Regions from separate parts of the Macaca mulatta genome. Here region 1 is linked to region 2. Evidence: chromatin contacts called from public Hi-C data. All regions are on one chromosome and are shown on one strand. Each heading gives the region's core, a stretch centred on a gene start, on an enhancer-like site or on the middle of the called end of the contact. The rest is flanking DNA. Distances are from core to core; before and after follow the strand shown. Region 1 holds the start of CRY1 (cryptochrome circadian regulator 1). Region 2 holds the start of MTERF2 (mitochondrial transcription termination factor 2).

Region 1 (4,510 bases), core at 389-2,888, 110 kb before region 2:
CACAAATTGGGAGGCTTAGAACAACAATAGGAACTAACTGTCTTGTAGTTCTAGAGGCCAGAAGTCCAAAATCAGGGTGTCAGCAGTGCCACAGTCCTGTGAAGGTGTTAAGAAAGGATCTGTTCCAGGCCTTCCTCCTAGCTTCCAGTAGTTCCTTGACTTGTGGCAGCACAATTCCAATCTTTACATGGTATTTTCCTTGCATATATATATATATTTATATTTCTGTGTGTAAATTTCTCCATTGTATGAGGCCACCAATCACACTGGATTAGGGTGCACCCTAATGACCTCATCTTAACTTCAGCATGTACAAAGACCTTATTTCCAAATAAGGCCACATTTATAGTCACTGAGGGTTATATGAATTTTGGGGACACATAATCAACTGGTAAGAATTGCCATCTCCTTCTTTCTTTTAACGTTGCCAAACACACTGGTGGCCAACAGCACTCACTCACTCATTCATTCATTCATTAAATAAACATTTGCCTACATCAGCCTCTGTTCTGGTGTTGATGCAAAAAATAAAAACAAAACAAAACTGAATACAGACCCTGTCCTTGAGAAATCACACTTCGGAGGGAATAGGAGGCACATTATGATGATGATAAGTACTATTATTGAGTTAGTATTGCTAGGTATGGGCACTTTTCAACTAATTTTCACAGTAGTGTGATAAGTGATGTATCAGAAACATACGTGGAGAACCCAGGGAGGTCCTAAATTTGCCCTAGGGATCAGGAATACTTTCAGAAGTTAGTTATAATTTCATCGGAGTCTAAAGAGGTGTGCAGAAATATCCCAGGTAGCTCAAAGGCGGTTATCTTGAGTACTGGATTCCAAGGAAGAATATTTTATAGAGGAAAAAACAGCAAAGGTTAAGAGACAAATTGTAAACCCCAAGAGGACTGGAGTCTGTGTCTATTTTATTAAGTATCTCCTGTATCTCTAGTGCTTTGAACAGTGCTTAGTTCACTCAAAAAGTAATCATTGAATGAATTTAAGGGCATCATATATCTAAGGGATGGCATGGCCTGCAGTTCACTGTCGCTGGAAAAGTAGACAAACGTCCAGTCTCAAAGAGACCGGTAAACTACATTAAATGTAGATTAGGGGTGAAACGTTGATGATATATATCGCTAGTATTAAAAAATTCCAGGAAGTCCAGGAATGCCTGGCATCCGTCCTGCCAATTACCCTTTTCCCCAGAGCATGTACAAGGGGGAGGAGGCACCCAAGGGCCAGGAGAGTGGAGGGGCACAGCTCCATAATCTCCAAAGTAGGGTTCTCTGGCAAGCACATGGTTTGGACTTGAAATCTACGTGAAGCCTCCCACTCTCCTCCTTCCACTCCATCCTCCCCTCACTCTCCGCCCGACTCCACCTTTGGCTCCTGAAAGACACCGGACAATTTCCAGGCCTTCCCCAAATCCCACGGGAGGAATCACCCAGCGCGCTTCGGCCCGCGGGCCCCGCCCCCTTACCCTCTGGAGCGCAGCGAGAGCGCAAGCGCGCCTCTCTGACCAGCGCGCGCGCCCGCGAGCTCCCCGCATCCCCGTGCTCATCCGGGTCTCACCGAGCCTCGGCCAATAGTGCCCGCTCACGGCCCCTGGGGGCGGGGCTAAGCCTTCCCTCACAAGGGGCCTGTGGTCAACACGGTTTGCCTCCAAGGGACGGCCCGCCAGTCGGCACAGGAAAGGGGCAAAGGCAGTGAGCTCAGCGTGTGGGCGAGGGTCAACGGTTCTGGGATCAAGCGGCTGCCGCCCCTCCAGAAGCGACCGAAGCGCGAGCAGATTCCCCCTCCGAGTCAGTGTAGTAAACACACTTCAGAAACGTGAGGTGCCGGTGGTCACGTGGGGAGCGCGCCCTCCAATGAGGAGCCGGGGGCGGGGCCGAGGCCGCTGACGCGGCGGCGGCGGCAGAGTCACCCGGGCAGCCTCGGGACCGGTCACCGGCCGGCAACCGTCCAGCGGCCTCGACCACCGCCTCTTGCCTCCGTCCCCGGTCCTTTCTCCTGGGCCTAGAGACAGCGTCGCCGACAGGGGCTCATTCCCCTTCGGTTCTCCTCGGTGACTCACCTCGGGCGGGCCGTTTTGTCTTTAGGAGCCGCCTTGGTGGGGCGAGGTTTCCGTGACGAACCTCCTGGGGCCGTCCGTGCCAGCTCGGGCCGTCGTGGCGGCTCGAGCTCGTGGAATTTGCTCAGGCTCCGGAGGTCCGAGGCCCTCGAAGTTATGCGTCGCCTCCAGGAGGTTGCGGCGGGCGCGGGCTCCTAAAGGGCGTCAAACCCGGACTCCGCCGACTGGGCAACCTCCATTCATCTTCTCACTGCGCTTCCAGCGCCCCCGCCTTCTCCAGTCCCCTCCTTGGAGTCATTTTTTCCTGTCCCCCCTCTACCGCCCTTTCCTTACTCCTCGGGTGAGGCAATTCTCTTGGAAGCGAAGGTGTCGGCTATGAGCCGGAGCCTCCTTCCTTGAATTTCTCCGTGGAGGACCCGCCGCGCGCCCCCAGCATGGGGGTGAACGCAGTGCACTGGTTCCGAAAGGGGCTCCGGCTCCACGACAACCCCGCCCTGAAGGAATGCATTCAGGGCGCCGACACCATCCGCTGCGTCTACATCCTGGACCCCTGGTTCGCCGGCTCCTCCAACGTGGGCATCAACAGGTGGCGGTGAGTCACAAGCCCGTGGGAAATGGATTTGGGTGTTTAATGAATCTGATGTTAATGAATTCCATGCGATCCGCCAAATCTGAGAATTTAGACGTGGGACTGCCTTCCTTATACCGCTAACGAATTGTAGGTGCCCTAAGTATTAAATAGAATTGACTTAATAGTTCTCTGGCCAGAGAGTACTGACGACCTGAAACACTCGGCCTTCATCAGTGAGTTAGTTATGTGTCTTTCTGTGCTAACGGGAGCTCTTCCCCTGAATTTGTGGAGAATTCTTAGTGCTGGAGTTAAAGAAACACCCTTCCTGTCCTTAGTGGCCTGTGTATATGGATTCCCTTGGCCTGTTTGTGGCATTCGAAAGGATTGTGATGTTTCCTGTTTACGTTTGTGTCTAGGTAACTCATAGTATGGAGAAAAATCATTCATTCAGTACAGCTGGCTCCAGATCCAGTTTTCTTCCACCTTGAGGTTACTGAGGGAAAAGCAAGGGAAACAGCATTATCTGGTTTCTCTGCTCGGCTCTTTTTCTCAACTCCTCCTTGTGGTTGCCGAGACAAAGCACAGTTTTTCTTTCTAGGCAAGTTGTAGTCCTTCTAGGGATCAGAGCACAAAGAAATCTTAGAGATGCTTTATGATCTTCCTGAAACACCGGGCTACGTGATCGTTGGGCCCCCTGGTGGAAATGAAAGCATTAGCTCAACAGAGAGACTCTTGATCACTTACCATGTGCCAGGCACTGATTTAAATGATAGGGATATAGCAGTGAGTGAAAGACAAAAAGTCATGTCTTCAAGCAGAAAGTAAAATATGTAGTATTTTAGGTGGTAAGTGTTGTGGAGAAAAATAGAGCAGAGTAAAGGGATAAAGAATACAAGGGTAGGGATGAGGTTGCAGTTTTAAATATGATGATCAGGGGAAAAGTCACAGAGAAGGTGACAGTTGAGCATACCTGAAGGAGGTGGTGGGATGCAGCTATCTAGGGGAAGACCATTCCAGGCAAAGGGAGGAGTAAGGGAAAAGGCAGAGATATGCTTGACCTTTGGAAAGAACAGCAGAAGAATCCAGTATGACTGGAGCAGAATAAGTGAGGGAAAAATAGTAGACGATGAGGTCAGAGTTGACTTAGGGCCAGATTGAAGAGAGCCTTATAAGCAGTTTTCAAGATTTGGGTTTTTACTCAGTGAAGTGGGAATAACTGCAGGATTATGAGCAGAGAAGTAATGTGATCTGACATAAGTTTGAAAAAGAATTTTTCTGCTTGTTCTGAGAACAAATCTGAGAATTTCTCTGCTTGTGGTTCTGAATTGGGGAGTGGAGGTGGACAAGAAGCAGGAAGTCCAATTAAGAAGCTGTTGGCATTCATCCAGGTGAGAGATGCGAAGGCTTGAATCATAGTGATAATTGTGGATGGGGTGAGGAAAAAAAACAGATGCTGGCTATATTATGAACGCAGAATACACAGTATTTGTTGGCAGATTGGATATGTAGTGTGAGAGAAAGAAAAGGAGTTAGGCTGGGTGCGGTGGCTCATCCCTGTAATCCCAGCACTTTGGGAGGCTGAGGCCAGGAGTTCAAGACCAGCCTGGCCATCATGGCAAAACCCTGTCTCTGTTAATACTGAAAATATAAAAATTAGCTGAGCACAGTGGTGCATGCCTGTAATCTCAGCCGCTCAGGAGGCTGAGGCATGAGAATCACATGAACCTAGGAGACGGAGGTTGCAGTGAGCTGAAATCGTGCCACTGCACTCCAGCCTGAGTGACAGAGTACTCTGTCTCAAGAAAAAAAAAAAAAAAAAAAGAAAAAGGAGTTATAGTTTGGTGCTATATAAAAAGCACCAA
Region 2 (5,011 bases), core at 287-2,786:
ACAAGCTTCCGGCACCCTGGTGCACATTTCTGCTCCCTCCCTCCTGACCAGTGATGGCAGCTTGCAGTTCTAAGTCCTGAGTTTACATTCCTTAACTTCCTTTTCTGTATCCTGATTTCCTTTTCCTAAGTACAAATGACTCACTTTGGTTAGTCTGGACCCCAAATCGTTTTATATCAGGAAAAAGTATGCAGTAAATCTATGCATAATAGAGTTTTTATATTCAGATAACTCAGGGGTTGCTGGACAAACACCCCTCAGCTGTACACTTGAGTTGCTCAGATCGTTCTAGAATATCCTAGAGATCAGAGGTGATCTTGAGGAGCCAGGATTCTTGGTGCTACTCTGTGGAATTAAAAATGCATGTGTGAGCGCCTCTCAGTAAAGCCTGTTGAGCCTAAACTGCATACTGAGACTAGACTCAAAGATTTAGTTAACATTTCCTGAGCTCCTACTGTGTGCCGAGCATTGCTCACAGAAAAATAATTAGTAGCCTCAAGGAATTTACTCCACAGGGTGTGAGGGCAGTCTAAGTGCCAGTGCCACCGATTACGGCAGAACTGTGCAGTGTGCTATGAACACCTGAAAGCAGGGACCTCCAGCTGGGAAAACCAGTTTTTCTGACTCCAACTCCATACAAACAGAACCACCAGGCCCAGGTCAGGGCACCCTGTCCTCGATAACACTTAACTCTAGGTGTGATTAGTCACGTTATTAGTTGTTGATATCTCTGCCCTCCACTAGAATATAAGCTCCATAAGGACAGGGAATGTATTTTATTCCCCCTCTATCTTCTCATTGCTGTTTCAATATGCTTTGCGCTTAACAGGCCTGCCATAAATACTTGTTTTTTGGATGGAGAAATGTGAAAATAAATGAGAGAGACGTTGAGCCTGGCTTTAAGGAGAAATTAACGTGTTTAGTGTATGAGATTGGGCATCACCGGTAATAATTAGAATGGAAACCACTTGGCAGTTTATCAGAAAAGGCGAGTATTTAGGTGAAGGTGGCAAGGAGGGGGAGAACGGAGAATGGCTTTTAAAGACGAATCAGTCGCAAACTGCTGGGGTAGGGTGGGGGCGGGGAAAAGTTTAGATGTGTTTCAAAGAATTTGGGGTTTTTTTAAACATTTCTTTCGTAAGTTGGTTCTTTACCTAATTGAATTATTTTGGGAACTGTGATTGGTTCTATCTTAAAAATATAGCGGTTTCTGTTACTTCTTTTTTTTTCTTATATTTTCTAAGCGTCAAAGCTACTGGAACTCCGCTTCCTAAAATGCTAAGGAAAGGGTGTGAAAATGCCAGATGCCCCCCGGCACAGGCTCCGCTCCCTGGAAAGCCGATTCCCACTCCCACTCCCCCTTGTGGTGCGGAGAGGGACGCGTAGTTGTGTCCTGTGCTCTGACTGGCTGCGCTGGGACGTGGGGGCGTGTCTGCGGGGGGTGGGGTGTCATCTCCCGAGACCTGATTGGCCATGGGTGAAGGGGCTGGTGGCCTGGTTGACGCTGCCGAGGACTGTCGGGAGCTTCTTGGGACGGAGGACCGAGACCCAGGCTCTAGGCCTCAGGGGGACGGCGGACCGTGTGGAGGCTGACCGAAGAGAGAGGGAAGGACGGGGCCTGGCCCCCGGGACTCCCTGTGCCTTGCTTGGAGCTGACGCCGACGGGTGAGTCGCCCTCTTCCTCTGCTCCCTTCCTCACCTGCGGCGCCGTGGCGGAGGTCAGGGTCCGCAAAACCCCATGCATCACCAGACGCTCAGCTCAGCCTGCCGGGTTTCTCTGGAAAAGCGGAGGCCCTACAGTGAATGTGCGGCCTTTTGATCGGTCCCGGAGATGATCTTCCGAAGACCCTCGTTTTTCCTTGCTTATAAACATTGGTCAGTTTGAAACTGGCAGCAGGGCATACGTGTTACGAAAGAAGAACTCTACTGAAGCCAGTGGTGGTGTAGAGAAGATCATACTAACCATAACTGTGTGTATTACGGAAGTGAATTTCACTCCTCAAAAATGCTTAAGAAACAAGCATCCTAGAACAGCCCACATTGTGATTTAACGAACATTTACCAAAAGCATTACTTTATGTGGGGGCACAGGGCTAAGAGCAGGACTCTGGAGCCAAGCTGTGGGGTTTGAATCCAATTCTGCCTTTTTTTTTTTTTTTTTTTTTTTTTTTTAGCTAAGCAACCTTGGGCAAGTTCCTTTACTTGTGTCTGTTTCTTCATTTTAAAATGGGTTGTTGTGATGATTTAATGATTTAGTATATGTGAAGAGTTTTCTGCATATTCTAAGTGATTTGTGGTATTAACTCGTTTGATCTTCGCAGTCACCCAGGAGATAGTGTCACCATTTTCCTGATGCCAAACTGAGGCTCAGAGAGGTGAAGTAACTTCCTCAAGTCTCAGCACAACTGTTGTCCAGGAATCAGGCAGTCTGTCTCTGGTAACCCAGTTTTACCCACTGCATTAATTTACTGCATCCACTTGTTCACTCAGTTTCACCTGACAAATACTGATTTTGTCTCTGTGTGGAACAAGTTCTTTGCTGGGTGCAGGGAATAAAGCAGAACACCGTTCAGTTCCTGCCTTCCCAACGCTTGTAAATCTAGTGCAAGTTGTTCATGGCCGGGTTGCAGGGTGTCCATGAATCCTGCTAAAATCATTTGCAAAATGTTGTGAGTGTGGGTCTTTTCTTCTGGAAAGAGAGTCTGTGACTCTCAGGTTCTAAGTTGATCTGTGATCCAAATGGAGGGATGAAGAAGTGTTGGTTTAGCAGACCTGTGCCTAGTATGCCTGATACACAACTTGAACTTCAAACAAATAGCAACATAATTCCTACTGGTTGAAAGAATAAAGAACATAAGAGCATGATAAGTGCTGCAGTAGAGTCCGGAGCAGGGTGCTGTGGAAGAGCACACAGAAGGCCACCTGGCCAGGAATGCCTCCTAGAGGCAGTGAAGGTAGCTGGGTGAAGGGTAGGCAAGTAGTTCTTTGGAACACTGTGGTGACCAGTCTCTGTCCATGTGGAGTGTTGAGACAGAAACATACACGAACAGCTGCAGCTGTTGTACCACTTGTGTACAAGTGTAGAAGTCGTCCATGGTGCCATGAAATCCTATAATGAGGACAGGAGGCTTCATGTATTCATGAAGGTTAGAAAAGTTTCCTTGAGAAAGTGACACTTAGGCCTAAGAGTTGGAGCATTTTGGGCATGGAATCTGACCCACAGTCTTCAAAGACCACATGGTAGAAACCAGTAGAGCACCAGGGACTGACAGGAAGCAAATGCAGCTGGTGCAGGAGAGGGAAATGGGGATTAGGGTGGTAGCAGAGCCCAAAGAGGCCTTGTAGCCTGGTAAGGCATTTCTATGTTTTATTTTATTTTGTCTTTATCCTAAAATGCCATTGGAAAGTTTATTGCAGGGAGCTGACAAGATCACATGTTGAGAAGAAGTTGGAAAGAATCCCAAGTGGATTAACTGAATATCTGGATGAGGACAAGATCTGTGGGGAGAGACTGTAAGGTAAGAAGAAGAGAGGTCTAGAACCAAGCCTTGAAGGTGAGCTTGCACGGGAGACAGATAGAGGATGGCCAGAGGTATAGAAAGGGAGAAGAATCAAAAAAGTGAGGTGTCCAGGAAGTCAAATGAGAGAATATTTCAAGGAGAAAGTGGTCAACTCTGCTAAAAGCTGCAGAAGTCAAAAGAGATAAGGAAGGTTGGGTGTGATGGCTCATGGCTTGTATTAGTCCTTTTTCAGGCTGCTGATAAAGACATACCCAAGACTGGGCAATTTACAAAAGCAAGAGGTTTAATGGACTTACAGTGCCACATGGTTGGGGAGACCTCACAATCATGGCAGAAGGTGAAAGGCAAATCTCATATGACAGACAAGAGAAGAGAATGAGAGCCAAGTGAAAGGGGTTTCCCCTTATCAAACCATCAGCTCTCATGAGGTTTACTCACCACCATGAGAACAGTGTGGGGGAAACCGCCCCCATGGTTTAATTATCTCCCACTGGGTTCCTCCCACAACGCAAGGGAATTATGGGAGCTACAATTCAAGATGAGATTTGGGTGGGGACACAGCCAAACCATATCACGCCTGTAATCTCAACACTTTGGGATGCCAAGGTGGGCAGATCGCTTGAGCTCAGGAGTTCAAGAGCAGCCTGGAAACGTGGTGAAACCCCATCTCTACAAAAAAAGAGATAATAATGAAAACTACTCATTGGCTGTAACCACATGGAAGTTATCTTTATTGCAAGCTATATAAGTAGAAGAGGAAATGGAGAGAAAGAAGGATCTGCAAGAATTAGCTGAGGGGAAGAGAGAGATAGGGTTTGGGCAGGGAAAGGAAGAGCAGTGGAGAGAGATAGGGTTTGGGCAGGGAAAGGAAGAGCAGTGGAAAGAGATAGGGTTTGGGCAAGGAGAGGAAGAGCAGTGGAGTGATGGCTGGAGCATCAGAGGAGGATACACCTGAAGGAACGAACACTTGAGAAAGAAGGGCTTGAGAGTTCTCAGGCCAGAGAGGCTGGGCTCAGCATAGGAGCAGGAATGACCCTGGATAATGAAAGCTGTGATTGTAGGGAAGGGGAACTAGTGATAGGTTTATGTCTGCTAAGAGGAGCTGCTCTCCTTTCTTTGTACAGATAGGAGGCCAGGGCACTGGTTGTGAGTGAAGGTGGGTATGGAGGTAGGTGGGAAGCTAGAGGTCTGAGTTGAGAAGATTTGAGATAGTTGGTGGGAAGGGTGGAAGAGTGAGTCAACCAGAGCTTGTCTGAGGATGGTCTGGCAGGGGGAGACAAGTATGCAGCAAAGACCGGAAATAAACCTCTTGGCCCCACGGGGGAATTGCAAAGTAGGGGTATGAGGATGGAGGCTAATTAGAGACAAAAGCTACATTTAACATATGATAAAGGAGGCATCATAACTCATGGGGAAGGAAAGGATTGTTCAGAAAATGATACTTGGAGAGAAGTAAACTATTGATAAAATCTATTTAGATTTTCAGCTCA

What was found. Hi-C and Micro-C count contacts between places; a contact is called where the count stands out from the background.
Region 1: a Hi-C map of fetal cortex germinal zone shows a contact between it and region 2, with 2.6 times the contacts expected there. The contact joins the promoter of CRY1 here to the promoter of MTERF2 in region 2. A contact is called at or near these places in 2 of 14 Hi-C or Micro-C datasets (cortical neurons and fetal cortex germinal zone).

The regions. Positions count from the first base shown.
Region 1 is chr11:114,293,799-114,298,308 of T2T-MMU8v2.0, reverse strand. CRY1 (cryptochrome circadian regulator 1) reads left to right here and starts at 1,638. Exons shown (of 13, transcript NM_001194159.2): 1 at 1,638-2,669. The coding sequence starts at 2,512. It overlaps LOC144333010 (a long non-coding RNA gene), which reads right to left and starts at 3,715. Exons shown (of 2, transcript XR_013401309.1): 1 at 2,311-3,715; 2 at 1,931-2,242.
Region 2 is chr11:114,186,085-114,191,095 of T2T-MMU8v2.0, reverse strand. MTERF2 (mitochondrial transcription termination factor 2) reads left to right here and starts at 1,536. Exons shown (of 2, transcript NM_001193943.3): 1 at 1,536-1,665. It also overlaps a transcript of CRY1 not described here.